Linked DNA regions of Sus scrofa: region 1 is linked to region 2. Evidence: chromatin contacts called from public Hi-C data. All regions are on one chromosome and are shown on one strand. The core of a region is the stretch at or near the end of the contact, and the rest is flanking DNA. Distances in the headings are between cores, read along the strand shown.

Evidence for each region. A called contact is a pair of places that touch in the nucleus more often than the background predicts.
Region 1: a Hi-C map of skeletal muscle shows a contact between it and region 2, with 4 times the contacts expected there. The contact joins the enhancer-like site here to the promoter of GNG3 in region 2. A contact is called at or near these places in 24 of 47 Hi-C or Micro-C datasets (adipose tissue, alveolar macrophages, blood and 14 more) and 2 of 2 datasets of contacts at active chromatin or transcription factors (alveolar macrophages and skeletal muscle).

The regions. Positions count from the first base shown.
Region 1 is chr2:9,318,269-9,321,093 of Sscrofa11.1, reverse strand. No RefSeq gene overlaps it. Among named protein-coding and RNA genes, the nearest start is that of SCGB1A1, 17 kb to the right of the region's middle. Within about 2 kb of position 1,468, at least 13 of the 83 cell types and tissues checked have an H3K27ac peak or open chromatin away from gene starts, as enhancers often do. A contact at or near this core is called in adipose tissue, fetal skeletal muscle, skeletal muscle and 1 more, where this site is marked.
Region 2 is chr2:9,053,567-9,056,623 of Sscrofa11.1, reverse strand. GNG3 (guanine nucleotide-binding protein G(I)/G(S)/G(O) subunit gamma-3) reads left to right here and starts at 1,554. Exons shown (of 3, transcript XM_013994205.2): 1 at 1,554-2,248; 2 at 2,642-2,741; 3 at 3,002-3,057. The coding sequence starts at 2,643. BSCL2 (BSCL2, seipin lipid droplet biogenesis associated) reads right to left here. Exons shown (of 14, transcript NM_001348785.1): 3 at 1,412-1,630. The coding sequence starts at 1,501.

The sequences.
Region 1 (2,825 bases), core at 219-2,718, 260 kb before region 2:
GCCAAGACCTGGAGAAACGGCAGGACTGCCCACTGCACTCATGCTCACCCCAGGCCAGCGGCAGGGCCGACCAGGAGGCCCCGTGCTCCCCATCCACTAGGTCAGGGTCAGGAGGCCCCCTTGCCGTTGGGGGACAGAGGTCAGCTTCCCGTCGAGGTGAAGGCCCTCTCGGCAGAGGCTCCCACAGGTCAGGGCCTGGGTGGGGAAGAGGGGGCTGGGACCTCGGGAGACTGTGAGTTGGGGGGGCAGGGAGCAGAACATGAGTCTACAGCTGGGGCGCCCCAGGTCACAGCCCAGAATCGCCCCCGGGGGCCATTTCTCCAGCCAACTCCCCACCCTGCGGGGCTGAGGGCTGCGCCAGGGAGGCAGAGGCTGGCCCCAGGCCTGCGTGGGGGTGTGGGTGTGGGCGGTGGCTCTGTGTACATCCAAGTTCAAGTGCCCGGGTGGGGGATCATTCACATGCATTTAACAAACAACAGCCATGACCACAAAGTCCAAATAACATTGAACTCAAACTCCACCCCACCCTAGTCCGCCCTTCAGCGTGGTGCTTCTAGAAGATTCAGTGAACTGAGCTGTGTGCCAGCCCTGGCTTTACCCACCTCCCCCCCGCCCCCCAACAGGCCCTCCATCCCCCAGACATAGGCCCTCTTCCTTCCCCACTGCCCCTGCTCCAGCCTGCCTTCCACCCCTCCTTACACGTTCCGGGGCATCTTGTGACCAAGGTCAAGCCAAATGCCTCTTTGTCACTCAAGGCTCTGCACGGATTGCCTCGCCCAGTGCTCTCTGGCTTCATCCAGCCCCTGGGCCTTGGCCTCGCTGGCTTCTCAGGATGCCCTGTCCCACCTCCCTCCCTGCCCTGGGGCCATCAAGCTTCACACACTGTCTTGCCTCTGCCCAGAGCACCCTGCCTCTCCTCCCCCACCCCAGGCCTGCCCATCACAGAACCCACCCAAGGGACCCCTCCTCCATGGAAACTGTCACCATTGCGATCTGTCTCCCACTCGATGTCCCCCGTACCAGCGCCAAGCCCAGCAGACAGAGAACAGTCGATGCAGGGGGCCCAGCCTCTCCCAGCTCTGACCTCACTTCCTACTCCCCCCAAGGAGACGCCTCCTCCAGGGAGCCTTTCTGTCTTTCCCCTCGACAGCAGCTGCTAGGGGACCAGCTATGAACCCCAGTCGCCTTCCTCTGTCTGCCTTTCCAAACGCTTGTGAGACCCTTGAGGCAACCCCCAGCCCTGGGCCTCGGCCACCCCTCCCCAGCCGACTCTACTCACACTTCTCAGTGGGAGCTTCTGGAAAGCTTGATTTTCCTCCTAGCACTTACGGAACTGACAGTACCTCTGAGAAGGACAGCTGGTGGCCTCTGCTAGCTCCAATTTACAGCTGACACCTCTGAGGCCTCGAGAAAAAAAGCTCAAAGTTTCATGTTCCAAACAGCCCCATAGGGGGCGCTGTGTCACCAGTCGAGAGGACAGCCAGCCTCAGGCTGCCGGGCCTTTGCCATCAGAGGCTCAACTCTCTGGAGGTCAGAGAGAGGGTGCAGTTACTTCAGTCAGGGCTGTATTTTAAAACTTAACACTTTAGCAGTTTGGGCGGTAGGGAAGTATGTAATTACACAAAAATGTTAGGATGCTTCTCTTTGCCAAGGTCTGTCAGTCCCTTCCCAGCACAGGCTCTTCTTCTCCTTCAAAATCTTCACATTTAGGAGTTCCCGTCGTGGCTCAGTGGTTAACAAATCCGACCAGCAATCATAAGGTTGCGGGTTCGATCCCTAGCCTTGCTCAGTGGGTTAAGGATCCGGCGTTGCCGTGAGCTGCAGGGTAGGTCGCAGGTGAGGCTCAGATCTGGCGTTGCTGTGGCTGTGGCATAGGCCGGCAGCTGCAGCTCCAATTCGACTCCTAACCTGGGAACCTCCATATGCCACGGGTGCAGCTATAAAACCAGAAAAAAGTAATAAGCGCCTCCTACGTGCTGGGGCCTGGAGAGTCATAGGTGAGTGTGGAGCTTACATTCTGGGGGGAGTACAGCTAATAGACAAAGATACAGGTAAATATGATCATTTCAGATGGTGAGGAAGGCTCTCAAGGAAAGAAAGCAGGAGTGACAGGGGACAAAGGAATGGGAGTGAGGGCAGGCTGGGCCACAGAGGGGCTGTGTGAGTTGCAATCAGGAAATAATCTGGACAGCCCAGCCCTCGACCTACCTGCAGGGGGGAAGGCCAGCCAGCATGGTCCCAGGTACTGAGTGCCGGGGTAGAAATACAGATGGGGCCTGAGACAGGTGGGGACAGGTCTCCCCAGGCTATGTGGACCAGGTGAGGCTTTGGGTTTTATTCTGAGTGCTGTGGGAAGCCAAGAGGGGCTTACACAGAGAGGTGACATGATCTGACTTTTTTTTTTTTTTTTTGCAGGGTGGGGCTGTATCTGTGGCATATGGAAGTTCCCAGGCTAGGTAGGGGTCAAATCCGAGCTGCAGCTGCTACACCACAGCCACAGCAATGCCGCATCCTTTACCCACTAAGCGAGGCCAGGGCTCAAACCCCAATCCTCATGGACACTAGTTGGGTTCTTAACCTGCTGATCCACAGTGGGAACTCCTGATCTGATTTAGGTTTAAAAGATGGCTCTGGCCGCTCTGGGGAGAATGGACCTGAAGTGGGGAGAGGACCCTGTGGACAATGACGGACCCCATGCGGCACCAGAGGTTCAAGGAGGTGTCCCCACACTCTGTCCCCTCTGGCCAGGCCACCTGGCAGGCACAGGTCTCCCCGGGGCCATCATGGAACAGGCTGCTCCCAGCCGAACCCTTCCTGACCAGTGC
Region 2 (3,057 bases), core at 305-2,804:
AGGACAAGCTTAGGACTGTCTTTGAGGAACTGGAGACACCAAGACATGGCAAAGTCTTTGTTTCATATGGCTTTTTTCCAATTGACTGCCTTTCTCAGCCAACCATCCCTTCCTTTCCTCCACAGGTGCTTTCTCTCTCTGCCACCGGTGCTAGAGTTCCTCAATTGAACTCGTTCTCTGGTCACCTGATTCTGGGACGGGAACACCTTGATACTCATTCGCAGCAATACATGACATACAGAGGAGGCGCACCTTAAAGTTCTCTTTAAAAAAAGGCGGTTTTAAACACATGATGACACTGATTCCCCACTCCGAGGTGGTTGCAAGAAGAATGTGGGACTTGCCTAAGGTCGCACAGCGGGACTCAGAGCGAGCAGCCTCAGCGCAGCCACAGTGGCCTCCCGAGTTTCTCTTCTCCGCCTGCAACTACGCTCGCTCTCAGACCGCGCCACGCCCCACACCGGGCAGGACATCCAGCAGCCAACGGCCGCTCCCTGCCAGGCCCCTCCGGTTTGGCAGTGGGCGCGGGGCCCGGTGCCCCCATCCAACCACACCACCACAGAAAGCAGCCCGCCGGCCGCCGCAGCTCCGCAGACTCACCAGCAGCGCGCTGCCAGGGAAACCGCGAGAAGGCACTTCCGCCTCTCGGGGAAGCCCCGCCCCCTTCCGCCGGCTGCCTTTGTAGCACTGGGGGGCGGGGCCTCGTCAAGGGGCGGGGCCCAGAGCAAGGGGTGGGGCCTTCCGGGCCGCCTGGTTCCCACCTCCTCGAGCTCGGCACTGTCACTCCCAGTGGTCCGTTACCCACCCGTTACCAGCACCAAAGGGGACAGGCGCCTCCTTCCAAGCCCCAAAATTTGCCCCAGACAAGCTATGAGTCAGCAGCATCCCTCTCGGCCCGCCTCTCGAGGCCGCAATCACGGCCCTCCGCCCAAACGTTCACTACCCACTATTTAAACCCCGAAAAGGGGGAGAGGTGGGCATCCACCTCCTTGGACCTGTAGGCATTCGAAGCAGAGAGCATGCGCCCCGAGAACGTTGTGATCTGTGGTGACCTGCGCATCTTGCGCGTTGCGCTGGCGGGCTGGCTGTCCCCTGTTTTACAAGAGTGGTAGCATTTCAGGTCCGTGTTTGGTCTCCAGTTTTTTTGATGCGTAATCGACCTCCTCTGACCCTAACCAGACTTTCCCACAGAGTTCCCGCAGCGCATTATCTAGACTAGTCTTGGCGAGTGGCACCCTCTATTCTATATATGTCCATTCACCCCAAAAAAGATCCTTCGAGGGTAGGGTCAGTGTTGTGTACATCTTTGCATTCCTCACAGCACTAAGCACAACGCAATCTCCCGACCAATACACACCCACCCCCAGGAAGCCCATCTATTTCCAGAAACACCCACTGAACTCTCCCCTACCTCTTCTTTGTCCGATTCTTTGATCTGGTCTCTGCACACCTCTTTTTCCTTAGCTTCTCCTTCTTTTTGGTCTGCCATTTCTTTAGACATCTTCCTGATGGACCTCGCTGCCCCTAGATTTTCCACGCCAGTCACTTGTAGCTAGGTCATTAAGTGGTGATCTAGAAGTTGATACCTGTAGCTCATCACATTTTCCTGGAAATTGGGAATGGAGGGTCCCTGGGAGAGAAACGAAGAGTCAGGTGCTAAATGCTGTGTCAGAGTAGAGGGAGGAGGGGTGGAGTGGGGGGGGTGACTGCCCAGCTGATGTCAGATTTTCAAATGAGCAGGGTCTCCCGGCAGCCAGTACTGACTCCAATGCAGGGGCTGTCACAGGTCCAGACCACCCCATTTGAGGGGGGGAGTCTGCCTGGGACTCAGTTACTTTCAGCTCCTTTGGGGAGGGCTCTAGCCCAGACTCAGGATGCCTGCAATGGGGGAAGGGCAGGTTGTGAGACAGTAACGATGGGGGTGTGCACAGGGGCTGCAGGCAGAGCAGCTAGGCTCCCCCACTGGCCAGACGATTGGTATGCGCCAGGATCTGAGCAGCTCCTTCTAGCATCCTTCATCCTTCAGGTATTTGGGCAGTGCTTGAGCTGGAGAAACGGGGACCAGTCAGTCCTCCACCAGCCTCTGACCCTCCCCTCCCCCGTGGCCTTCTCTGTATTAGTTGCTTTGGCTGCTGCGTCAGATACTCTCAGCTGCAACTCCCTGCAAGGTGGGGCACCCATCTCAGGCAGAAGGTTTTGGTGCACCCCAGATCCCACTCCCCAGGACTGACACTGCCTGTGGCCTCAGGTGAGTAGGGAACATCCTGCTTTTCTCCCTTTGGGGCTCACGGGGGCGGGTGGGGGTTATGTGCTCTCCTCATCAGGGCGGGGCTCCTGTTTCTAGCTGGGGTTTTCCAAGCTGGCAACACACAGAGCTTGAGAGCTGTAAGCCTTGAATCATTAGTACGTTTAATGATCTGAGGCCCAGGCCATGTAGGAGTTTGGGGAGCTTCTCGTCCCACCTCTCCATTTCCTCAGCTTTGGAAGACAGGGGTGGGAAAGACCACTGGAGGTTGGGGATAAGAGGGAAGTAAAATACGGGAGCATATGACCCAGCCTCGTAAAGGCTGATGAGCGGGGGGCCTTCAGCTGAGACTGTGCAGGGCCCCCTATCATGCTCTGAGCTGTCTCTCTTTTCCAGGATGAAAGGGGAGACCCCTGTGAACAGCACTATGAGCATTGGGCAAGCCCGCAAGATGGTGGAACAGCTTAAGATTGAAGCTAGTTTGTGCAGGATAAAGGTGGGTGGGGCCCTAGATCCCAGTTGGCAGGGCTGTACTGTAGACTGCCAAACCTCAGGATGAGAGATGCTTTCTTTTCTTGAGATCAGAGGAGGAGTCCTGGGATCGGTAAGGAGAGCTGACCCCAAGCCTCCGTGGGTGACGCGGGAAGAGAAAACTGTCCTAAGGAGCCCTAGCGATGGCAAAAGAAAACCTATTTGGAGAGGGAGACTGCAGTCCAGGGTTTCTGGCTAACAATTGTCCTCCTGGCTGTGCCCCAGGTGTCCAAGGCAGCAGCAGACTTGATGACTTACTGTGATGCCCACGCCTGTGAGGA